2 separate regions of the Mus musculus genome follow, and region 1 is linked to region 2. A link is a contact called in public Hi-C data. All regions are on one chromosome and are shown on one strand. Each heading gives the region's core, a stretch centred on a gene start, on an enhancer-like site or on the middle of the called end of the contact. The rest is flanking DNA. Distances are from core to core; before and after follow the strand shown.

Evidence for each region. Hi-C and Micro-C count contacts between places; a contact is called where the count stands out from the background.
Region 1: a Hi-C map of morula shows a contact between it and region 2, with 2.0 times the contacts expected there. The contact joins two enhancer-like sites. A contact is called at or near these places in 17 of 484 Hi-C or Micro-C datasets (the G1E-ER4 cell line, the MNK3 cell line, cerebral cortex and 7 more), 1 of 115 datasets of contacts at active chromatin or transcription factors (embryonic stem cells) and 1 of 9 other capture datasets (embryonic stem cells).

What each region holds. Positions count from the first base shown.
Region 1 is chr11:51,528,820-51,535,515 of GRCm38.p6, forward strand. All of the region lies in intron 5 of Col23a1 (collagen, type XXIII, alpha 1), which reads left to right. Among named protein-coding and RNA genes, the nearest start is that of Phykpl, 53 kb to the right of the region's middle. Within about 2 kb of position 4,537, at least 9 of the 459 cell types and tissues checked have an H3K27ac peak or open chromatin away from gene starts, as enhancers often do.
Region 2 is chr11:51,385,747-51,392,738 of GRCm38.p6, forward strand. The region is part of intron 2 of Col23a1 (collagen, type XXIII, alpha 1); the gene reads left to right. Among named protein-coding and RNA genes, the nearest start is that of Col23a1, 99 kb to the left of the region's middle. Within about 2 kb of position 4,700, at least 41 of the 459 cell types and tissues checked have an H3K27ac peak or open chromatin away from gene starts, as enhancers often do.

The sequences.
Region 1 (6,696 bases), core at 3,287-5,786, 140 kb after region 2:
ATAGCTTGGTGACCCCAAGAAGGCACACACACCCTCGCTGAGCCTTCATTTTCTCCTCCGTGAATGAGATAACTAAGTCTTCAAACAAAGTATGAGAATTGAGACTAAATGAAATGCAAGAGGTGACAATTCTGCATAAATTACAAAATGGGTCACATATAGCTCTCCAGGACTCGATAGGACCTTCTGCACACATTGATCTTGAGCCCAAAGCAGAGCTATGCTAGGTCCAGGCCCCTTTGGAGTCTCCTGGGTAGGTGAGGCAGTCTGACCTCTCAGGCTAGAACAGTGGGGCTCTGCATGAAGTGTGACTGAAATGTGACAGCTCACAGAGCAAATCCTACCTGACCCAGAACTCCTTCCTGACTAGAGAAGGGTTGAGCCCTCATTCTGACTCCTCCACACAGTATCAAGGGTCCTGGGGCTTTTGCTGGGGTCTATCCCCACTTGGATATTCCTAGCTTGGAAAGACTAGAATCCTTCTAGCAAAAACTCTTAAGTCCTAGGGGACTTGGGAGACATACCTACTCACCTTTTGGATACAGATTCTCTTCTGGGCATGTGTTGCCCATTGTCAATTGAAAATACCATATATATCTATATACATATATATATGTATGTATGTATGTATTATAAATATATATATATATGTATATATATGATATTTTCAATTGTAATTATATATATATATGTAATTTTTATAGTACCTACTCCATCCAATTTCCCAACCCATCCTGGCTAGAAACAGCATGCTGCAGAACCTTGTGGTCCCCTCCCACCTCCCCCACACCCCCGTCTTAGTTAGGGTTTTACTGCTGTGAACAGACACTATGACCAAGGCAACTCTTATAAGGATAGCATTTAATTGGAGCTGGCTTACAGGTTCAGAGGTTTAATCCATTATCATCAAGGTGGGAGCATGGCAGAATCCAAGGCAGGCATGGTGCAGGCAGAGCTGAGAGTTCTATATCTTCATCTGAAGACAGACTTCCAGGCAGCTAGAATGAGGGTCTTAAAGGCCATGCCCATAGTGACATATCTACTCCAACAAGGCCACACCTCCAAACAGTGCCACTCCCTGGGCCAAGCATACACCAGCCATCACACACATACCTCACACCCCTTCCCAGTCAGGATCAGAGACCAGATAGGAAGCTGCAGCCCCCTGCATGGCCAGATGCATGCGAGAGTATCTTAGCCCACAGCACTTAGCTACCCGGGAAGAATCAGATCCACACTCCAAGCCCTGGCCCCACCAATGCTATGCTGTGGCTCCACTGCAAAAATCACAAAGCAAACTTTCGAATGCTGAGCCTCTCTCTGCACATGCAAGGCCCAAAGGAAATGGGAAGTTTCTGCTGTTTTACAGTGAGCAGACACTGACCCAGCAGCCCTGTCCCCTGGATGAGAGCAGCAGAGCCATTGGCTGGCAGTGGAAGTCATTTTATTCCTGCATAAGGGTCAGGGACGTGTTCTAAACAGCTACCAGGCAGTCTGCAAAGGCCTCTTCTCTCTCATCCCTACTTTCTTCCCAGATCAAGGACAGGAGAGGGATGGCAGGAAACTAAGCTAGAGGTTAAAGTGCAGGTCTGAATCCATCTCTGCCACTGGCTAGCTGAGACACTGGGGTAGGAAGCCCCACCCCCAAGTGTCCCTAAACCTCAGGCTCCTTGCAGTCAGTGGAGATGTCAGAAGTCCTTTTCCTCAGGGACCGGGTTCCAGTGAATGGAGATGCACAGGGAGCACTGGGAACACCGGTGACATACCGGTCACAGCCAACCAATGTCATCTGAGGGGACCATCAGGGATTGTGGGGGTCAAATGTAGAATAGAGACAGATGTCTAGCTCCGAGCTTGGCCCACAGGGGGATCTATGAGTTCCGGGATGGGGGCAGGAATAAGGATGCACGTGACAGGAGCTCCAGAGTCCCTGTATCCTAATGTCTCTAGGAAGGAGATCAGTGAAGGCCCAGCAGGCCAACTGTCCCCACTTCCCGTTTGCAAGCCTTGAAACAGTTCCTCAGGTCACTGAGGTAAGCTGTGTCCAGTGAGGGGACAGATGGGGATTGTAGCCCTTGGTCGCCTTCTGCCAGCTGGTGTATGGACCTGTGTCTATCTTTCAGTACCTGAGCCATATGAGGAGGGGGGGTCCCTGCTGCGAGAGCGAAAGCAGTCCAAGCCAGGAAGAGGCTGGGCTGTGCAGGCTACTTGTCCCTGTAGGATCTGAGTTAAACTCTAATTTCTTGGCTTATGGGAAGCAAGCACTTCAGGCAGGCCCTCAGCCTACTGTCAGTTACCCATGGCTCCCATGGGGTCCGCACGACTGCCCGGTGCTATGCTTTATTCATATGTGTTGGAAGAGACCACTAACACGCAAGCTTCTTTATGACTATGAGCAATTACAGATTTACAGATAATTTTTGTGTGGTGCTGGGGAGTTGAACCCAGGGCTTCATGCATAATAGGTAACTGCTGTATCACTGAGCCACAGCCCAATCCCAACGTAGAGCTCATGTGTGCACACACATCTGCACAGGCACACTCACCCTGCATAGAGTAGAAGCCAGAGAGGGACAGATTTCAATTGTCTTCCCCTTTTAATTCTATCTGCCCCGCCACAACCATCACCACCAAAAAGAAAGAGAAAGAGGGAGGGAGGGAGGGAGGGAGGGAGGGAGGGAGGGAGGGAGGGAGGGAGGGAAAGAAGGAAGGAAAGAAGAAAGGAAGGAAGGAAGGAAGGAAGGAAGGAAGGAAGGAAAGGAAAGGAAAGGAAGAGAGAGAAAGAAAGAGGAGGAGGAGGAAGAGGGAGAGAAAGAGAGAGAAAGAGAAAGAGACAGGAAGAAAGAAACATATTTTTTGAAGCAGGGTCTCTCACTGAAACTAGAGCTCATCATTTTGGCTGGATTGTCCGGCCAGGAAACTCCAGGTATCTGTTTGTCCCTTCCCCCACCCTCTGGGCGCCCAGTGCTGACATTGTAAGTCCATGCCACCGTGTCTGGCTTTTACTTGGGTGCTGGAGACCCCAATTCAGGTCTTCATGCTTGCCCAGCAAGTACTTTGCCTACTGAGCCATCTTTGAAGCCTCCAAGATAAAACTTTCATGATGAGGATAGAGCTCAGTGGGTGGACTGCTCACATAGCATGCATACATCTTGGGGCCCCTCACACCCCACAAACCTGGAGCACTGGTCTACAGCTGTAATACCAACACTTGGGAAGTAGAGGCAGGAGGGTTCGGAGTTCAAAGTCATCTTTAGCTACATATTGAGGCTGAGGTCAGCCTGGGCTACATGAAACCCCATCTCAAAAACAAATAAAAAATGTTCTAAAGCAATGGCTCAGCAGTTAAGAGCACTTGTTCTTCTGGCGGCCCAGGTTTGGTTCCCCGTGTGTCCATGGTGGCTTGTGATCATGTAACGCCAGTTCCAGAGGCTCCATTCTCCACTTCTGACCTCCACGGGCATCAGGCACCCACACATACAAACACACAAAACTCTCATATACTTAAAATAAATGTCAAAAAATGATTTAGATACATAATTGTTTTTTAGAATGGAAGGAAGGACCAGAAAGATAGCTCAGTGGGTAAAGGCACTTTCCATGCAAACCTGACTCCTGGAATTCTATGTAAAAGGTGGAATGAGAGAGCCGACCCCACAAAGCTGGAGTACACACCATATACACACCGTGGTGTGCACGCCTGCACACATATACATATGGACAGTCACGATAGATAGATAGATAGATAGATAGATAGATAGATAGATAGATAGATAGATGATGGATGGATAGATAGATGATTGATAGATAGATAGATAGATAGATAGATAGATGATAGATGGATGGATAGATAGATGATAGATAGGTAGATAGGTAGGTAGATAGATAGATAGATAGGTGATAGATAGATGGATAGATAGATGATAGATAGATAGATAGATAGATAGATAGATAGATAGATAGATAGATAGAGATGATAGATGGATGGATAGATAGATGATAGATAGATAGATAGATAGATAGATAGATAGATAGATAGATAGATGATAGATGGATGGATAGATGATAGATAGATAGATAGATAGATAGATAGATAGATAGATAATAGATGGATAGATAGATAGATAATAGATGGATGGATGGATAGATAGATAGATAGATAGATGATAGATGGATGGATAGATAGATAGATGATAGATAGATAGATAGATAGATAGATAGATAGATAGATAGATAGATAGATAGGATGGTGTAATAAGAAATGTAATGAAGAAATAAATGAGGAAACCCTTCTAATCTGCTCAGCGTACAGCCAAGCATTTGGACAGAAACCCAGCGTTGAGACCGATCGGTTTTAGGAACAGCTGTTTCGCTGCTGCAGCTTAGTGTTGGTGTTTCTGTTTGAGGGAATCTTAGAAGCAGTGTTTACTTTGTTGGCAAACTCCAGGGTCGGGGTGGGGTAGGGGAGCGATTTTCTTTTTCCCATTGAACCAGGCTCTCAGCAGTTCCTAGGGGAAGAAAGAACAGGCAAGCTGGAGCGAAGGGCTGTGCTGGGATCCCCGGCCTGTGCTGTCTGCGTTCACTCCGCCTCTCCCTGCCCCCACACCCCTAGATGAAATGAAGTCCACATGTGCGGCCCATGGAGTGGCTAAGGGACAGGGGCAACAGGGGCCACCCACATCTGTGAGGCAGGTTATGTATGGACTCAAGGGGGTCAGAGCTGACGGGGCTCTGGGGTCACTGTCTCCATGCCCTTCCTGAACAGAGGCTGTCTGTCCTTCATGCCCCCAAGGGCTTGTTAATAGGACCTTACTGTTGCAATAAATGCATGGTCGTGTCTATTGTAAAACATTAGGAAAGTAGAAAAAGGCAACCAAAGGGGGAAAAGCAATCCTCCTCCTACCATCCACAGACAATAGCTCACTATTTTCATGTTCTTTTAACATTTTTATACGCAGCTTTGTTCGCATACTTCCACTATAAAAAAAAAAACCAAGCCTCTAGGAACACACTTCTCTCTCTCACTTGAAATATCATGAGACACTCCCACATCATTAAAAACTGTTACAAGATGTAATGGCTACATAGTATCTGATCACATGTATCATTTTATATAGCCAGTCTCTAAGTTATGCCATTTATATGGACAATTTTTCATCCTTACACTCAACATCCTGGGAGTAAGTAAAGGCTTATTTCTGTGATTATCTCCATACAATAAATGTCTATAAGTTGGATTGTTGCACCAAAGGGTTTGCACATGTTGAAGGCTTTTGATGTGCGTTGCCAAATTGCCCTCTGGGAGGCCGCTCTCATTTACATTCCCACCAACAGAGCACGAATGCGGCATGTTTCTCCAACTCTGTCCAACTGTGGGTATTATCATACTTTTAATTTATTTCAATATGATAAGTTTTAAATATATATCTATATGTATGTGTCTTGTTTCAATTTAGGGTGTATTTTCATTACAAGTTCTCTTTTTTGTTGCTTTTTGTTTTGTTTTTCAAGACAGGATTTCACTGTATAGCCCTGGCTGTCCTGAAACTCACACTGTAGACCAAATTAGTCTCGAACTCATAGAAGTCTTCCTGCCTCTACCTCCCTAATGTGGGAATTAAAGGCCTGGCTAGAAGTCTCAAGAAACCTGACCTGTTTGTTAAAGTTTGTGTTTGCCTGGCACCTAGTGGTGAAATTTGGAATTGCAAGTATAGAGTTTGGACCTGATTGGGGCAAAGAAACAAGTAATCATCTCGTACTCACTGATCAATCAGCAGAGAGGGTGTTCTGAGCACTGAACTTTGTGAATCAACAATGCAGGATGCAAAGGACCCACAGGCAAGGTATTTCAGAATTTAGGGGAATTGATCAGCTTGTATGTGTCAAAATGTTTCAGCATCTCATAAATAGGCTTGATATCATGCCTTGTGCTCCACACAGGGAAGGCACAAAGGCAAATCAGACCCGGTCACGGTCTTAAACAGCTGGGGATGGGAGAGAGAGACCATCTGGACACAGTGGAGTCGTCCTGAAAGTGTCTCACACATCCCTTTTTTCATCTTGAAGATGTGCCAAGCTTCTAAAGTGACAATGACTTGTCTGTCACTCAGGGCTTAATCTCATCTCCACTTCTCACCCTTTACACAAAAACACAAGACTAGGCCTTCTTTGCTTTTCTTCTTTAGACTTCTCACGTTCTTCACCCTCAGTGTGGAGCTTCCATGGCTCTCTGGCTTCCTACCTGCCTTTGGGAGGGCGTGTAAAGGGTCCTTGAATACAGGGAATGTACCAGGAAGATAACAAAGGAGGGTGCGGTGAGGGTGCTGGAGGGGGGTCCATAGGTCGGTCTGTGATTTGGAGCTAATATTCAAGAAGGACGGAATGACCTTTGAACTGAGACTTCTGTGACAAGATGCAGAGATCTGAGGGGCAGGTGAGTACTCTCCGCAGAGGAAAACAGATGAGGGTACAGGTCATGGAGTTTAGAGCAAGCTTCGTATGTCAAGAGCCATCTGAGGCAAGGATGGGAAGAAGGAGAAGGCAAGTGACAGAGATAGGGTGAAAGGAGGAAAGGTGTCGGGGGACTGGAGAGATAGTCCAGCAGTAATGGCTGCTTTTGCAAAGGACCTGGATTAAGTTCCCAGTATAAGACGGCTCACAACCCCCTATAACTCCAGTGTTAGGGCATCTTCTGGC
Region 2 (6,992 bases), core at 3,450-5,949:
CCAGAGCCAAACTATTGTTGGCATCGTGCTTTGGACTCAAAAACTGAAAACCTCTTTTCTTGATAAAGTATCCACACTTAGGCATTTCATTATAACAATGGAAAACCAGCCAATACACAACCCTGTGAGTTATATTCATTGTTCCCAATTTAAAGAAGTAGAAACGAGGCCAAACAGAGGAAGGATATTAGAGAGGTATTTGGAAGGCCCCTAGTGAGTGTTGGTGACGGTTGATGTCCGTACAGTGACTGTGGGTGTAGATGCCAAGATTCACAGCTAGGGTGGCAGGACAGTGTCAGTCAGATGGGATGGTTACCACAACATGATCAGGACAGGAAGGATCAGGGAAGGCTGGGGCAATGTGGATAAGTGATATTGGATCACCTTTTTCAGGGTCCCAGGCTGATGGCCACTTTTACCATGGCCTTTCTGTGGTTTTGTCCCCTAGGATGTACCTCAAAGAGATTTCAGTGGCCCTTTGGGTCACTGGCTGTTAATTTACCATCATGAATCTTCCTGCTTCCGGCTCTTAAATCACTCATGCTACTTGCTCACCTCAATAACCTACTTATTAATTGCATGTTGACCTGTCCTGTTAATCCTACCCCAGCCCCAATCCCAAATAGAATGTAAATGCCACCAGGGCCAGAGAGCTCCAAAGGGCCCAGAGCACTCTAGAGTATTTTAGAAGGAACCAAGGCCAGAGAGGGTCCCTACCTCTTGCTTACCCTGAAGGTGGTCTTTCCCTCCCCTCCCCACCCCCAGGAGAGCCCCACAGCTAGCTTGCCAAGGGCCTGTGTCGAAGGGTTATCTGCTGCTGTGTGAAGAATGCTTTTAAACCATGCCTGGGTCCCTGACCTTCTAAGAGAAGAAACAGATGCACCATTTAACCCGCTCTTGTCTCCAAGAAGCCCAGGGAGTTGGGTCAAGCTAAAGAGAGTCTTGGCCTTGCAGCCAAAGAGTTAATGCCAGTCTGGGGTTCCCAGACCCCAGATTCTGTAAATCTCAGAGTTCACACAGCCTCTCTTGGAAGTCAGCACCCACCAGGGTCCTGATTAACAACCAGGAAGGAGGTCACAAGGAGTTTTCTGACAAGCTCAATGCACAGGTTGGACAAGCTGTGGGGCAGGGAGTGAAGGGGCCTTTGCTTTTGCCACTGTGAGGTCAGGAGCACTTAGTGAGACCCGTGTCCCCACCGGGCTGGACCTCAGATCTTCTCTCAAGTCTAATGATATCCTCAGATCCCGACTCAATGCAGCCCTTCACCTGTGTCAGCACTGTTCGTTAGCAGTAAACAGTGTGAGCCTCAGGCAGAAGATGGACTGCTGCCCCGGAGCTCCTATGTGATCTCAGACAAGTCACAGTACTCCTCTGAGCTCCACTGTCTCCTCTGCAGAGCCCTGCTGCAGGTATGGTTAGGAGGCTGAGGTCACACAGAGGATCAAACACAGCTTCTAGACCCCTTTCGTTTGGCTTATGCTGTTTTAAAGTGGTTGAAACATCAACAGCTTAGGCAATGTCCCTGCAAAAGACAGCTGTCAGGGCTGGGAAGATGGCTCAGTCAGGAAAGTGCTGGCCCGAGTTTGATCCCCAGAACCCACATTTTAAGAAGCTGTGTATAGTTATGTGTGCTTATGATCACAGTGTTGGGGAGGTGGAGACAGGTGGATTCCTTGGAGGCTTAGATGCTGCCTGAAGAATGACAGACAAGGTTGACCTCTGGTTTCCACGTGTGTAGGCGGGCATACATGAACACCTGCACATGCATACATATATCACGCACACCAAGAAAAGAAATCCAGCTATCTGTGGTTTTTAAGGTTGAACTAGAATGTTCTAGAAGCCCAGGATGCTGCCATCTCTAAAGCCACAGCACTCATGGGTACCCAACAACAGTAGCTGAAGAATAGTGATGTGTTTGTAATCATGTATGTCAGCAGTAGGTGCCTGCCTTGTCTAACTAGAGCACATGACGGAAGCTTGTGGTGGATTCTCACCTACTGGTCTATAAGGGACATAAATTAAGTGTCTCTGTGCAGTGGTGTGCGGTGGCATATATTGAGCCTTGAACAAGGAAAGAAAGTTCCACACCTGTTCCAAAGATGAACCTGAGGACATTGTGCTGAAGAAATAAGTCATGGGAAGACAAATGTCACATGACTTCACTTATAGGCAGCAAACAGGGAAGACCGAAAAGAGGGTATGAGCGGTTGGAGGCTGGGGGAGAGAGGGTGGGAGATCTGTGTTTGATGGGGACAGTGTAGCCTGTGGGAGGATGAGATGGTTCTGAGGATGGTGGTGGTGGTGGTAGCTCAATTATGCAAATGTTGAGATGCTCACTTAAACATGGTAAAGATGGGGACAGGCAGGATGTCTCAATGGTAAAGGCTTGCCATACAAGCCCAAAGACCTGAGTTCAGTTCTTCTGACCCTCTAAAGGTGGGCAGGGAAAACCAATCCTCTGAGTTGTCCTCTACACGTGCTGTGCACACAAGTGTACACACACATACACACACACACATGCTAATAGTACTTAATTGATTTAAAATGTTTTAATGAGTGAAGATGGTTAAAGGATATATTGATCTAGAACTATAATCCTAGCTCTAGGAGATAAGGCAAGAGAATGGCAAGAAGCCAGATTGGGCTACATAGTACATTTAAAACTAGTGCAGAGAATGAAACACTGCCAAGAAGAAGAAGAGGAAGAGAAGGAGGAGGAGGTAGAGGATGAAGAGGAGGAGGAGGAAGGAAGGAAAGAAGAAAGAAAGGAAGGAAGGGGAAGGAAAGAAGGAAGGAAGGAAGGAAGGAAGGAAGGAAGGAAGGAAGGGAGGGAGGGAGGGAGGGAGGGAGGGAGGGAGGGAGGGAGGGAGGGAGGGAGGGAGGGAGGGGGAGAGAGAAAGAAAGAAAGAAAGAAAGAAAGAAAGAAAGAAAGAAAGAAAGAAAGAAAGAAAGAAAGAGAGAGAGTGAAAGAAACGGAAGGAAGGAAGGAAGGAAGGAAGGAAGGAAGGAAGGAAGGAAGGAGATCCTATACTTAATTAAGTCACTAAAGTTTTAAAAGTGGCAGAGCTGGGGCCCTGGCTGCCAGTTGGCACCTACAGACTGGCATGGTGACCAAGAGTTCTCCTTCTTAGCACATGCCCTAGCCACACTAGTGGTCAGGAGGCTGCAGCAGAAGCCCTCACTTGGGGTCTCAGCCGCCCCCCCCCCCCAGGCCAGTGTGGAAGAGGGCGGAGCCTCCAGGAATTTATGCTCCACAACAGACCTAGCGGACCAAAGAGCCGGTACCTGCACAGTGTCTGTGCTTCGGAGGAAAGGCCAGATGTTTGAGCTCTTGTATGTTTATAAACGAAACGTCTGCTACATCCAGACCCCTGTGTTTACACTATGGCTGGGAGGGGGGCTAGCCAATGGGGGCTAGCACACATTAGAAGGCATCCCTGGGGATGTGGCTCCTTGGCACTCAATCACTTGCCTCTTGGCTCTGTGACCTTCTGTGAGACAATGCACTTCTACCTCAGTTCCCTCACTATAAAACAAATGCAGTTACACTAGCCACCGCCAAGAGTCATAGGTCAATGGATGTTTATAAAGCATGCTCAGAATCGGGCCTGGTATTCAGTCGATGCTCAATTCATGCATTATTCTTATTCCTGCTTTGTCCCCTTCTAGATCCCAGCAAACGCCCCCTCCACGCTCAGCCCCCATTCCACCAAGGGAACCTCGTAGCAGCCACTGGAGCAAAAGAAAGCTTCTTTGCATATCTCTGGTGTTAAGTAGAACATGGGCACTTACGATACAGGGATGTCCTTGGATGATCTTGTAATAACAAAAAGTAACCCTTATGTTACTTTGGTGGTCCTTGGCCTGTAGTAAAAACCTCCTCCTAACGCCAAGACTTTTGGCTTCTGAAATAACCTCCAGACCAAAATGGAGAAGCCTGTCGGTGCTACAGAAGTTCAGTTACACTTAATACATGTATGTATATTTCCTTTTATTTAGCTGTGCAATGAGGCATGAAACTGCACCTAACCATCCACTTACTTGGCCCTTTGAACATCAGCCTGCACGGCACTGGGACGAGGTGCGCGGTGCCAGCCTGCAGCTGTTTCTGCTTTGGTTATTATTGCAAATACCCAGGGAAGGCTGCCTTTCGGTTTCTCTCCTCCCGGCTCTGCGGGCCGTCTGTGCTCACTAATTTTCACACCAATTTCCACTCTGGCTCTGGTTCTGAGGGAGCCACAGGCCCTTTTGCAGAGGGAAACCTCTGGGCGATCTGACTTGGGCGGTGCTCTGTCTGTACAGCCCTCTCACTGTTTGAAGGGGTCTGGTTCATGATTTGTACTGAAATTTGTTAAATCCTGGAAGGTTTTGATTTGGTTCCCCCCTTCTGTGTGTGCTGTGTCTTGTTTTTGTTGTTTCGGTAATGCAGAGTCCAAATTGAGTTAAAGAAGTTTTTCCGACTCCACGTTTGGCTGTGTTTCACGTTTTCATCAGCTGTTACGGATCGGGAATATTAAATAGCACAACAATAGTAATTTGGGGATTTCAGAGCTCAATGGGGGTGATTTATAGAAACCTGAAGCTCTTACCATAATATTTTGTTAAATCTGTTTCCTCTTATTTTGCCTGATTTAATACAGACTCTTCCTTTCGGTTCTCCGTCCCTTTGAATGGCTGAAAGAAGTTAAATGCATGCAGGTCTATCCCGCCTCCAATATGGAGATAAAAGGGGCCAATATGAAAGTTTCTTATAAGTTATAGCAATGGCAGGAACATGCCGGGTTTTCATAGCTGACCAGAGTCACTGCCTCAGCTGGTTTTGTTTAAAAAGCTGGGTTGGAGATTGAGTCTGATTGCTGGAGGGAAAGAAAAAAAGAAAAGCAAAGGGGGGGACAAAAGCCTGCCTTCACTCTCAGAGAATCCATGTCATGTGTAAAATGGTGGTCGTAAAAGGAGGGAAGTGACTTGGAAATGTCTGCCATGCCTGGCACCCAGGGAATGTGCGAGTTGATTCTTGCCTGCATTCCCTCCAGGAGTTTACAAGTTCCCACTGTGTGCTGGGAGCCAATCTAGTCTCTAACTTGCTCACTCATTCAAACCAGCCCTGGGTCCCATCCTTAGTACTCCATACAAGGGGTGTCATGGGAGCCTGGATTCCAACAGTGAGGAGGATCAGGAGTCTGAGAGAGACAGAGAGACAGAGAGAGAGAGAGAGAGAGAGAGAGAGAGAGACAGAGACAGAGACAGAGACAGAGACAGAGACAGAGACACACACGGAAGCTTCAGGCAGGTCCTTTAGGAACCAACCCTCATCCCTCCCCTCCCATTTACCCTCTCCTCTCCTCTCCCCTTCCTCTTACCGCTCCCCTTCTCTGATACTTACCATCTGTTCACTCTTGAGCTTGCTTAGAACTCCCTGTATCTTCTCAAACTTGCACCCCTATTATTTTGGATGTAAGGGAAAAAAAGAAATCCCAGCCACATCCTGGGTGCCGAGGGACCCCTGCCACCTATCGCCACTCCAGCTTCCTGAGAGGTTAATTCAGTTATGGTTCTTGGGTTATAGGGTAGAGGGAAACTGAGGCTCAGACAGGCCAGGCAAAACCCAAGGTTGCAGAAGAGACGGCACCTCTATATGCAGCATACTGTTGCCAGAGACCTGTGTTGCCTACCCTGGCACCTCCAAAGTCAAGAAATCCATCAAAATGCCCTCAAAGCATCCCATGCTGCTCGGGCTGTTATGGCTGATTTGATGGCTTTAGAGAGCAGAGCCCTCCACCAGGACACTGACTAACATCCTTGTGTGGAAGTGTCTCAAGTTGCAGACTGAGCCCAGGAAAAGCAGCTAGCATCTTGAAGTCTATTACTCAGCCTTTGCTTCTGCTGATGGAGGCAGACAAAACAGGTTGAGCAGATGGCCCAGGCCTTAGGCATCAGGTCCAGGGAAGTAAGCCACTCAACACAAGGCAAATGAGAATGCAGCTCTGGGTCTCAGCCAGTTCCCATCTCTGCACAGTCTCTCGAGGCCCGAGTCCTACTGCCAAAACTGTGAAGTGGCTTGTTTTGTTCAACAACGTGTGTTGGAGAGCCGCTTTCTTAAAGGTGCAACTGGCAGGTTCCCATGGGAATTTTTCTTATTTATTTCCTTAACTCAGGGGGAAAAAAAAAAAACAGCCATGATTGTGTCATGAATTAAAATACCCCATGTGTAGACTGTGGTGAGATGGGGAGAGTGAGATGGGGGTGGACAGAGAAGATTTTGTGAGACCCTCCCCTACCGAGTCCACCCAGCAGGGACACTGACAGAAACCTCAGAGCAGCAGGCATGTTCTTTCTTTCCATGCTCACAGGGCCTGGTGGCTATGACTGTTTAGCAAGCATGGAGAGCAATGTAAAAGCCCTGGTGCAGGGTCATAGTGAGAAGAGGAGAGGACATGGGCTCCAGGGACGTCTGTTTTCACTGGAAACAAAAGGCACTAGATAGGAAGGGGTAGGTATTTGTTAGCACAGATGCTAAACTGTTGTGGAAGCTTCTGGTTGGCTGTGATTTGCCTCTGAAATGCCCCCATTGGCTCATACGTTTGGAACTTTTGGGCCAAACCTGGTGCTGCTGTTTTAGAAGGTTCTGGACCTTTAGTAAGTAAAGATTCTCTAGAGAAAGCCAATCACTGCAGGGTGGGCCTTGAGATCTAAAAGCTTGGCCAGATTTCGTGTCTGCTTTCTGCTTCCCAGCTGTGGATACAATGTGACCAGCCCTTCACTCTGCTGGCATGGCACTTTCCCTGAGGTGATGAACTGTATCCCTTCAAACCCTGAGCCAGAAGTAAAACCCTTTTTCCTTTAAGTGGCTCCCTGCCAAGTGTTTAGTCACATTAAGAAAAGTAACTAATGTTTGGTTCTCAGCAGAGTGATTTTTTAAAGATAATTTATCTTAATTTTTGTTCTGATGCTGGGGACTCAAACCAGTACCTCCTATACAACGTTACCAC